Linked DNA regions of Drosophila melanogaster: region 1 is linked to region 2. The links are chromatin contacts, called in public Hi-C maps. All regions are on one chromosome and are shown on one strand. The core of a region is the stretch at or near the end of the contact, and the rest is flanking DNA. Distances in the headings are between cores, read along the strand shown. Region 1 holds the start of Adgf-A (Adenosine deaminase-related growth factor A). Region 2 holds the start of Eip74EF (Ecdysone-induced protein 74EF).

Evidence for each region. A called contact is a pair of places that touch in the nucleus more often than the background predicts.
Region 1: a contact with region 2 is called in a Hi-C map of the Kc167 cell line, with 1.5 times the contacts expected there. The contact joins the promoter of Adgf-A here to the promoter of Eip74EF in region 2. A contact is called at or near these places in 10 of 107 Hi-C or Micro-C datasets (the Clone 8 cell line, the Kc167 cell line, the ML-DmBG3-c2 cell line and 3 more) and 1 of 6 datasets of contacts at active chromatin or transcription factors (the Kc167 cell line).

Annotation. Positions count from the first base shown.
Region 1 is chr3L:17,761,783-17,767,168 of dm6, reverse strand. It overlaps Adgf-A (Adenosine deaminase-related growth factor A), which reads left to right and starts at 3,011. Exons shown (of 4, transcript NM_206397.2): 1 at 3,011-3,107. Adgf-A2 (Adenosine deaminase-related growth factor A2) reads left to right here and starts at 3,011. Exons shown (of 4, transcript NM_001043148.2): 1 at 3,011-3,107. CG32181 reads right to left here. Exons shown (of 13, transcript NM_168747.2): 10 at 5,323-5,386; 11 at 5,198-5,270; 12 at 4,704-5,131; 13 at 4,265-4,568. The coding sequence ends at 4,464.
Region 2 is chr3L:17,616,839-17,622,434 of dm6, reverse strand. Eip74EF (Ecdysone-induced protein 74EF) reads left to right here and starts at 3,110. Exons shown (of 8, transcript NM_168740.3): 1 at 3,110-3,784. It overlaps Vps60 (Vacuolar protein sorting 60), which reads left to right and starts at 810. Exons shown (of 5, transcript NM_001275065.1): 1 at 810-1,125; 2 at 1,183-1,334; 3 at 1,541-1,706; 4 at 1,786-2,016; 5 at 2,078-2,312. The coding sequence starts at 1,057. The coding sequence ends at 2,140. It overlaps anchor (anchor,), which reads right to left and starts at 611. Exons shown (of 13, transcript NM_001275066.1): 1 at 1-611. The coding sequence starts at 132.

The DNA of each region.
Region 1 (5,386 bases), core at 1,762-4,261, 140 kb before region 2:
AAGATGTGCATTCATGGCTTCGACTTGTTCTGCATGCTAATTGCCTTTGACGTTAAATGAAAGAGATAGAGGAGCAAACAAAGAAAGAGAGGGAGCACATCTGTCTACAGCACTCATAAATTGCTCGCCTGCTTTTGATTATGTGCGAAAATGGTTCATAGTGCGCCTTGATAAACCAATTTCGAATTTTAATTAACTATTAAGCTACCGATCGATTCTATTTTATAACGAAATATGTTAGGAAATATTTTATTCTATTTATTTTTTTGCGTATGTATGTATTGGAAAAATTCTATGTTTTCTATTTGCCTGCGGCTAAAACGAAACGATAATTTCTGTGAGAAGCCAGTTTAAACTTTGCGATCCAAATCATTTTCCAGTTGCGCACAAAAATATGCAGCTGAACAAAAATTAAACCTTGATTTGGAAATTATTCCTTCGCAACCAAATGTTTGCTTCGAAATTGAAGCAAGTTAGCGAATCGTGTTGCATAATTTACTGCAGGCACTGTGCGTTTTGCAATCGTGTACTGCCACTATTTACCGCCACAATTTCCCAATCCCATCCTGGGCTAATGGCTCTCTGCATATTTCATCACATTAAGTGCCAAAACAACGCATAATCAACTTCCGTGAACCCCTTGCCCTATTGTAGGTCTATTTCAGTGAGGTTAAGGAGCACTCTCCGTGTAACTGAATTAAATTCCGTTTCCAATGCTGCACCATCTAACAAACTACCGCAAAATGTTGCAAGCTGGAAATTCACCCCATTATCAACGCAACTGGGCTGGTTAAGTTCCCATCGAATATCCCGTTTTTCCCACACCCACTCGCCAATCATCGAGTGCACTAATTATACAGCTAAACAATTTTGTATAGCGGTGGTCTTTTGTTTATTTGACTAAACGTATTTTGTATCAGCTTTGCGCAAAGACCCGATTGCCACAAATTGGTGGCATAAACATATACTATCTCGGTTACCGCAAAAATCACAGATTAATCAGAGTTAAGTAAAGAACTTTATGATCTTAGTGAAACTTCGCAGTGCTAATTAAGTGAGCTCATATGTTACACTTGAAAATATTACAAGGCATTCTAAAGCGAATGTTTTGTAATTTAAAAGAAAATATTATTCATTCTTCAAATATTTGCGCATTACTAACATAAATGAACTGGGCTGCTTATTTTTTTTTTTTTGTTTGTGTTAATATGAGCTTCTTAAATTCACACATCCCTTGATTCCGCTATTTAATTGATCGATGATTGTATAAAATTCGTATACAAAAAATATAAATATAAGTTCGAACGGAACAATTAATCAATGTGAATAAAAAAACGCGCTGATTGAAGTGCAGTCAGTACTGATGACTACCTTTCACTTGGTTTTAAGTTCTTCAAAAATAATTAGTCATAAAGTGCATGCAATAGCTATAATTATATTATAGACACGGCGGATGGGTGTTTCTAAGCCCTCGAGATTAGCACATGCCATAAATTCATTTAAGTCCACATAATCCATTCCTCACAAACACACCCGGCCATAACCGTAAAGCCATTCATACATTAGCTCAGACAGTGCTCATGATCTGAATCAGCTTTACTCGGAAATTCTGGCCCAAAGCAATTGCCCTGTGAAATTTGCGTGGGATGCAGTTATGAATTTATTTATGACTCTCGTTCTCCGGATGCCTGTGCTCGTGTTTACCTCTCCTTTGTCCTCCTTAGTTTTGTAATCCTTTTGGAATTTTATTTGCTTTCCATATACACATTTAAACATTTGCACATCCATGACCAAAAATAGCAGAGCCAAAAATATATCTCTACTATCTGGGCAATGTGCAACACATTCGTTGGGAGAACATTAATTTAAACCTAAGCCAAATCACAGAAATTTTATTATAAACACAGTAACAGTTTGCACTGCAGTCATTCTAAAGGGATTCATGAATGCACGGGGTGTGTTAAAATTCGCTAACGAAATCATGTCTCACAAATATTCGAATATTTATACTCTAATTGTATTCAACGTGGAAAACGGCTTGTATTGAAGAGATACCCATTTCCTAAGCACTTACCTATTTAAATTAATGTTGCTACTCAAATTTTAAAACTGCTTTTGTTTGTACTTTTCGGAATTCAGATAACTAATTTTTATACTTCTTCATGACAAAATATCACTAAAATTTTATAGATCATTGCTATCTGCGCGGGCAGGTTTGTGTTCTTTTCCATAATTTTTTGTGAGTATTGCTGCAAGATGGGTGGTCCAAACTTTTTATTTATTTTTCCCATCTCTGGAGCAAATGCGTTTTGTTTATAAAACAAAAAAAAAGTTGCATATATAAGTACATTACCATTTGCGAACATTGTCTGATTGAATAATTGATTTTTTTGAATGGAATTTGAAAAAAGTGTGAGGAAAATATGTATGTACCTTAAGAATGTGTTCGTTTATCATAAAACAAATAAATAATTAACATATTATTAAATACTATTTCATAGGTAATACATATGCACATATACAGAAATATCCGCTAATTTTGTTAAGGAATTTAAGATTTCTGGTTAATTAAACAAGTATTATACATTATTCTGAACTTGTAGCTTTAAGGAAACCCCAGCAATTTGATAAGCTAATGTTCTATATTAATTATAAATAAATATCCTTATTATAAGTGCTAGCTTTTCCTAATAATAATTTGTATAAAACCCATTTTTATGTATGCATATGTTTGATTGTATATATATGTGGAGAACATCAAATACGACCCTCGTTTTCTTGTTTTCAGGCCGGTCTCTTGGTTTTAAAAAGAGAACCGGAGCGAGAACTTTATCTTTATATTGTGTGATATTGCTGCCTTCTCATTAATTCTAACCCACTGATAAAACATGAAGAAAGAAAACCAAGGGCTGATTGTGCAGCGAGCGATTGATTGAAGTCCGCCGTCGACGTCGGCGCTCCGACGAGGGATCATAGAGGGAGGTTCTCCGGTTCGAGTTCTGGATCGTTGGAATCAGTCGTTGGGAGGCACTTTTGGCGTGAAGATCGCGGCGAGGAAGTGCTCGGAATCTGAAATTTTAAGTCATATTGTGTGGTCTACGCTTGTGGTAAAGTTTCGTTTGATTATGTACATGGTGTTGAAATCAAATACAAATATTGTATAATTAAAGATAGCCAAGAAATTTAGATTTTCAAAAAACACTAGATAAATACAGCTGAAACTCAATTGATGATTATGCGCCATAAATATTTTTGAATGCAAACAATAAGCAAGACAAAGGGCATAAAAAACAAGGGAGTAAAAGTCACATAATTGATTCATTTATGCAAACTCTGCGAAATTAATCTATGAATATTCACCACGTTAAGCCATTTAAAAACAACAAAAACTCCAACCGATTGGCCATTTAACATTTTGTTTATTTGATTTAATCACTTTGTTATGCTTGCTTATTTGTTGTAAAATCAGCCTGCTGAATGAAAATCACTAGATATTAAAAAAAAAGAGCGTGCAGCGATGTCTTTGTGTTTTTGAGAACCACCAGCTGATTACTTATTTTTAACTCAGCTTTCTTTTATGTCCAAATTTTAGTTCTCTTTAGTTGTGTCTCTTAAAAAATTGAATGTGTCGGAGAGTGTGTTATCACACGTGATATATGTACGTACGTATTCACAATATTGTGCTCAACGAACCAAAGACATTTTTCTTTTTGTGGTCTTTTACGGCTTTCTTTAAACCATTTTTAGTCATTTATATTTTTTAAATCTCTTTTGTTAACTAACATTTGTTACTAACACTCCACACTAATGAAAAAACTTTTTTTTGTGTTATAATATACAATTAGTTTATGTGAAGCTTACGTAGTAATTAGTAAATGTGTTTATTTTTTTCCAGTGAGGTTTGTTTTTCGGCTATGCCGCCGATGATTTTGGCAAAATGTTTACCGCTAAGGCGCATTATTTATTACTGTTTTTAATCGTTTTCAGTGTTATTTAATTACGCAACATTGTATAACAATGCATTTGATCCATAAATAGCAAACATTAAATTATTTATGCAGAGTCTGACGAATCCCGTACCATAAAGATTATACGTGTATAGATTGCTCATTTCCAAGTCATTCATAAGTCTGATTAATTGCTTAACAATTTTCCCTTATCGGTCAGAAGTTGTGATCCAATCTGAAGTAGTTTGAACCGAATGGAAGTGAATGGTTTTATAATATTCACTTCCTTGCCCTGACCGATAAATTTCTAGATTAATAGGGGACTTTTTTGAAACTTTATTGTAGTGACTTCTGTTGGTATTAAGAATGGTTCAGTTGCAAAAAATAATAAATCACTCATATTTTGGCTCTGTTGATACGAAACGCACTACATTCATTAAAAATATTGTGTCCCGAGCAAAATGAAGTCCAGTGAGACGCATAAATGCATTTTTCCGATTGAAAATCCGTTTAAATTTACCGATGAGTGGGCGTTGTTGTGGCTGAATAGGAATGGACTTTAATTCTTTCATCAAAGAGATTAGTTTCAAAGCGATTGATATGCGCATCAAAGGCGGAATCCTGTAAATAGAAAATTTTTATTCAATACTGAAATCGAATTTTGATGTAAATGAGGTACGATTTAATTACGTTGTCTGACTAATGAATGAAAAGTAGTGTATGCATTTTATAAACACAAAATATAATAGTACTCACTCTTTCGAAACTGGTACGATACTCGGTCTCGGCTTTCAGAAAGGCAGCCACACTTCTATTGACTTCCGACTTAATTTTCGGACTAAAATGAGAATCAATTTCCTCACTGATTGTTGTCCGTGGACGCCTTGACCTGCGCTCTTTTGATTGATTTCTCAAATCTCTATTTCCCTCCTCACTTCGATTCTTTTCTTTGCGTATCTCTTTGCGCTCGTGGTCGATGCGCAACTTGATTGCTTCTATCATGGTGACAGGATCCACCGGATATGGTTTCTCCGGAATGGGTCCTGCAAAAGCAATCTCCCTGGAGTACTCGTTGAAATTCTCACTTCCATCGAGACTGGCTTGTATAACGCCAGGACAATAGGGATCATTTACAAAGGTTTCGTGATATTCGTTCTGAATGCGCTCAACCAAACGATCCTCAGCTTTTAGAGAGATTTAATAATAATAAATTATAATTAATTAAATTAATTTAATTATACACAACCTACGTGTTTGAACGGGCACTCGCATTGAACGTCCTCGCAAGGAAGAATTTCGCTTAGTTTTCTCCAGCGAAGTTGGCTATCAAAACAAGGATTACTTCACATGGCTACCACGTAAATTATGAACTTACAGTCGAGCACGACCTCCCTGACATTACTTGAGACATTTCCAAAAGTCTTTGATTTCCGGAGGCA
Region 2 (5,596 bases), core at 1,861-4,360:
GCCCCCGTCGTCGGCGCGTGGCGTCGCCGTTCCATTGGCCAAAGATGAGGCCATGGTCGAGGTGATGACTCTGACATTAGCCTCTGTGCTGGCAGCAATCCGCTGGCTGGCGTAGTACATGGAGCTGTCCATTGGGGACTACTGTGGAGTGGCTGCTAAGCGTGGGAGTTCACTGTTAGTGGGCGACTCTGCGCGTCATAGCGGAAAAAGTGGGGTGCTCCGGTGGGCCAAGCAGCTGATGGGCCGTGACGTCAAAGGGCCAGCTGCGGATTTATTGGATTTTCGCCGACCTTTACTTTATGTTGCTGGCAAATATGTTGCTCTATTATTTAATCGCTTATCTACGCAGTTTTGTTTGCCAATTTGATGGTTGTTGTTGTGTATTATTAGCACTCTATTTTCCTTCAATAGTCGAAAATGGTCGAAAATCGCAATGCCCGGCAGGCTGATTTCACTTTCATCTGTTCGAACGACGCATTGCTGATTTTTGAGTCCGCAGCACTTGCTTTTGGCAATTAAACGAATTTATTAATTTGCGCAAATTAACGTAGTTAAGAGCTCAAAAGCGCCCGCCGATGCGTTTTGTTTTTAATTTGCAATGCGAATGGTGGGACCGCAGCGCGGTCGTTAAGTAATACCAGCGGGGCAACCAAAATGTACTAAAATACACCATTTATATGTTATGAAAATACCAAACAAAAATACTAAGGCAGTGCTACAAAGAGACCGTTAAAATATCTGTTATTTACACAGTTTTTCCTAAAATTGAACGACATATAAGCTAAATATCGAACCAGTTAAACAAACCAGTTCGAATGAGTTATCTTTCCAAATTACAATAAAAACAGTTTCATTTAAGAACAATAAGTCGTTGGTTGACAGACCTGCCAAACAGTGCTGCCCACCAACACTGTACGGTCCAAACAGCTGATTGGTATAGGAAAAAGAAGAAGACAATTAGTCATCAAACAAAATTTGTAGAACGAATTAAAGTGGAAAACCCACAAATTTCCCATAAATTTTGCGTGTTGTAGTTAAAATAATAAAGCAGTCAATATGAATCGCCTTTTTGGTCGTGGTAAGCCCAAGGAGCCGGGTCCAAGTCTAAACGATTGCATCGCCGGGGTAAGTGTCGAAATCATGGAGAAAACAAAGCAAATAACAATTTATTACACTCAACAGGTCGATGCCCGAGCAACAAACATCGAAGAGAAGATCAGTAATCTGGAGGCAGAGCTGCGCAAATACCGCGAACAAATGTCCAAGATGCGAGAAGGTCCTGCCAAGAACTCCGTGAAACAGAAGGCCCTCCGGGTTCTCAAACAAAAGAAGGCGTACGTTCAATGCCCCACCCACTGCCTAGTATCGATTATATTCCAAACCTCCAGTGTTACTCTTCTCCAGACATTTGAAATTATCATTTCCTAATCTATAAGTTCCATTACCTTATGAAATTTACATCCACAATCAATTTTTTTATTGTGTCCTGTTCTAAATGAGTATTTTAAACCATTTTGAACTTTATTTGTTTCCTACACAGCTACGAACAGCAGGCAGAATCTCTGCGCAACCAGTCGTTCAACATGGAACAGGCCAACTATGCGGCGCAATCCTTGAAGGATACTCAGGCCACCGTGGCGGCCATGAAGGATGGAGTCAAGCAGATGAAGACCGAGTACAAGAAGATCAACATCGACCAGATCGAGGTAAGCATAGTTAGCTGGAAAGAGATGGAAATGTCCCAGAAATATGAACATAAATTAATTTTTATCCTTTTGCCTAAAGGACATCCAAGACGACATGGCTGATATGTTTGAGCAGGCGGACGAGGTGCAGGAGGCACTGGGCCGCACGTACGGCATGCCTGAGGTGGATGACGACGACCTGCAGGCCGAGTTGGATGCTCTGGGCGATGAGATTGCCTTGGACGATGACACCAGCTATTTGGATGACGTGGTCAAGGCTCCGGAGGCGCCGAGTCGAGAGCCGGGAGCTGACAGCATCGTCCCTGGAAAGGTATAATGCTGCTTATATGGATAGCAGCTTGATTGCTTACTAACGAGCTAATTTCTTACAGAGCACCATTGAAACGGATGAGTTCGGCTTGCCCAAGATTCCGACATCGCTGAAGACCACATAGGCAAGCTGCCAAGCTGCCAGCTCTCATGTTTCCATTCTTTATCCTTTGTTGAACCTTGGGCACGCTTTGTATATTTTATGTGTAATGGAGCCATCAAAGATTCCCTCTCAAGTCTCACTTTTGTAACCATTTGTTTTTTCAATAAATAGCCGTTTAGTTATCACGCCACACTAATGACGCATTATATTGGTTAATTTATGAAAGTTAATATATATAGTGAAAAAACATTAATATATTTCAACTTCAAACTTTCACTTAATTCAGGGAAAGAAATTATTATTATTTATTATTTATTAGGTTTGTGCTTAAAAATTTTAACAATGAAACATTCGTTCTTTAGTTTTTATCCAGCGGTTAAATCAATTAATATAGTTTAAATTGTAAATTAAATAGTTTGACCCTTTTTTGATCGGATGTACAGCTGTACGTATACGTGATAAACACTTAAGTCAAAAACTCATTTCAAACAAAATTTGGTGAGCTTGCAGAACAGGTAAGAAGAAGCTTGCCATTGAATTACGATATTTTCAATTTAAGTAAGTTTTTGAGTATAAAAGTGAGTATAATGTACTGCTTACTTTTTTGAGAAAGCAGAATACTTGCTGAATGAGTTTCCGCCGCATTGTAATTGAAATGGATTTAGCGTTAATCGAACGCAAAGCAATGTTAATATATTTTTTGGCCTTGAAATTAAATAAGGTGTTGTTGGAAATAAAGTACGCAAAAACAAAAACTATTTCCCACAATTTCGACGTACAGAGGATGCACTGTAGCTCCCTACTCTCTTTGGCTCTCCCTGCAATTGCAATTGCATTCCGCTCTCTTAGCCTCGCTTGCGCTCTCTACGCTAACGAGCTTTGAAGTTCAGAGCGTGAACTTGAGCGTTTCTCTGCCGTTGTCGTCGCGAGGTGGAGGTGCGCTGGTGTGCGTGAGCGGGTCTCAGTGCAGCGCAGTGCCTGTGTGCAAAAATACGCTTGTTCGCCGTTTAGTTGTCTTTTGACTGCTGTAACGGACAGTCGCAAATTTTGCCCCAACTCTGATTCGAGCGATTCGAATGCGAAGAGGAAAACCTTCGCTTTTCAAACACGCATAACAAAAACCAAACAACAAAACAAATTAGCAGCAACAAAAATCAATTGTTCAAACGTAACTGTAACTGCAGCGTTCGCGCCAACCGACAGAACGCCCGCTCGCCCGCCCGCCCACTTTTCCCGCCCACCGTCGTCGTCGCCGCCGTCGCGTCGCTAATTAAACGCTTTGCTACCGATCAAAAGTGCAATCCCAAAATATCAAACAAATAAAATGCGTTACAAAGAGTTCTGAAGCAGCAAAAATCGCGCGAAGAAATCTCGCTGTTCAAGTGGCCTTAGCGTGATGATTAAAATGTCAATTAATTAATCCAAATATCTGGTGGCATCTGACAGCCTTTGGTCGGCTTTTCCCGCCCTCCCCTGACCACGCCCCCGCCCCCATAAAGAAAAGTGCCTGAAAGTTTATACATATTTACACAAGAATTTTAGAAATTAAGTGATAAATCGCAAAGTAACTGATAGAAACTTCGAGGCAATAGGGTATATGATTTTTTTCTGCCGTTGCCGGAACATTATGGATATATCGCCAATTGGATTACTTTTGCTTGAGATGGTAAGTGACTAATTCCAGAACCTTGTTTTCCTTTCGACCAGCAGATCGCTCATACGCAGCGTTGCATTCGCCGCGGCAGCGGAGTTGCCTCGAATGCAGGAAGCGAATGGCGCAAAAAAAAGCTCTCTATTTATTTCGTCATCGGTGCACATACATACATTGCACATAGACGCATGTATAGCTACATACTTGAAAGTTCGTGAAAGTGTTGAAAATTTTAGGAGGAAGAAGATCGGGGTGAAAAGTGGGTGGGAAAAATGCCTGCGCCTCCAGCGAAAATATCCTTTAATAATAGTTGCTAAAATCTGCAGGATCATTTTGTGTACTAGAATTATATTATAGAATTAGTACTAATAAAAGCTTTTCTTTGTTAACATATCGAGTATTTGACATGTTTTCAAAGAAAATGTGCGAAACGCTTGCTTTGTTTACGAGATTGCATTATATAAAATATAATATTTTCAATTGGTAATATAGTTTAGGTGGTGTTAAATTTTCTAACACACTTTGCATTGATAAGAGCTCCACACATATCAAACTTGTAGGAATGTCATTATGCATTATTAATTTGAAATGACTTGCAAACTTTTTCAATAAGAATACATATTTAATTGTATCGTTTTTTTCCATTTTTAAGCAATTAAGATATGAATCTAAAAATTGTAATGCATTACATTACAGTGCAATAATTGAAATAAATATTTGGTCATGCACATTTTCCCACTACCCTTTTATTTATTTTTAATGCGGGCATGACTAATCCCAGAATTGAGGAAAAAAAAACCAAATTCGCTGAATTTCAATTTGGCAAGAAAACTTTTTGCATGTTTGATTTTGGATAATCCCCGCCCTTCTAGAATTTCACAGCCCAAAGCGCTGGCCCAGTTAAGACTTGAGTTTGGGTTTTAGCCAATTAACAGAATTCGATACAAAGTGAAGAAGCGATCAATAAAAGCGCCAGCCACAGCAAATAAATTATATTTTGCTATTTTATTACGTTTTTTGTAAATGCTACATGTCAATCCGTTTCGTTTTTCTACTCAATTTGGTTAACCACAAGCTGAGATAAAAAACCTATTCAGATTTGCAAGTCAAAGTTAGGCGATCGGCCTTCGAAGGGGGCAATAAATAATACTGCCTGACCTGAGGGCCCTGAAAATACGTACTTCCTAAAATTTATTCCATTTGCCGCTGAGCAACAGAATCACTGACCAACCTCACCAAACATTGCCATTCCCCCATTCCCATTTGCCAAAAATAAAACCAAAACAAGGAACAAAAATATTTGAAAACAAAATCCAAATGGGATTTGCCAAACAAACGCGATAGCCCTCTGCTGATAAGAAAGTTTCGAGTAGAGCGCTGGCTCAAAATTAATTTGGATTCTTCACTAAATCAAAGATAATCCCAATTTAGTAGCTACAAAAATAAAGTTAAAAGTAAAGTTCTACCAAAACTATCTTAATGTGATATGGAGCGAGGGAGAGCGCAGATAGAGAGAACGAGATAGTGATCGTCGGAGAGGAGAGTGGAGTGTGGAGAGGGACGGGTCGAAAACGTTTGCAAAGGCAATGAACGCGAGCTTTTGGCGTTTTCTTCCGATAACGGGCACTACGTACACAGCACACGCACACCAACAAACCCTCGAATATCAATAGACACAAACACACACACATAAGCACGCACTCACACAGATACAATCGCCCGAGTTCGCTCAGTTTCGCGCTAGTTCAGTTCAGTTTTCCTCCCATGTCGCATGACCCTGGCCTGCTATTGAAGCTCTAGACACATTCGGAGGGCGATACAAAGCGC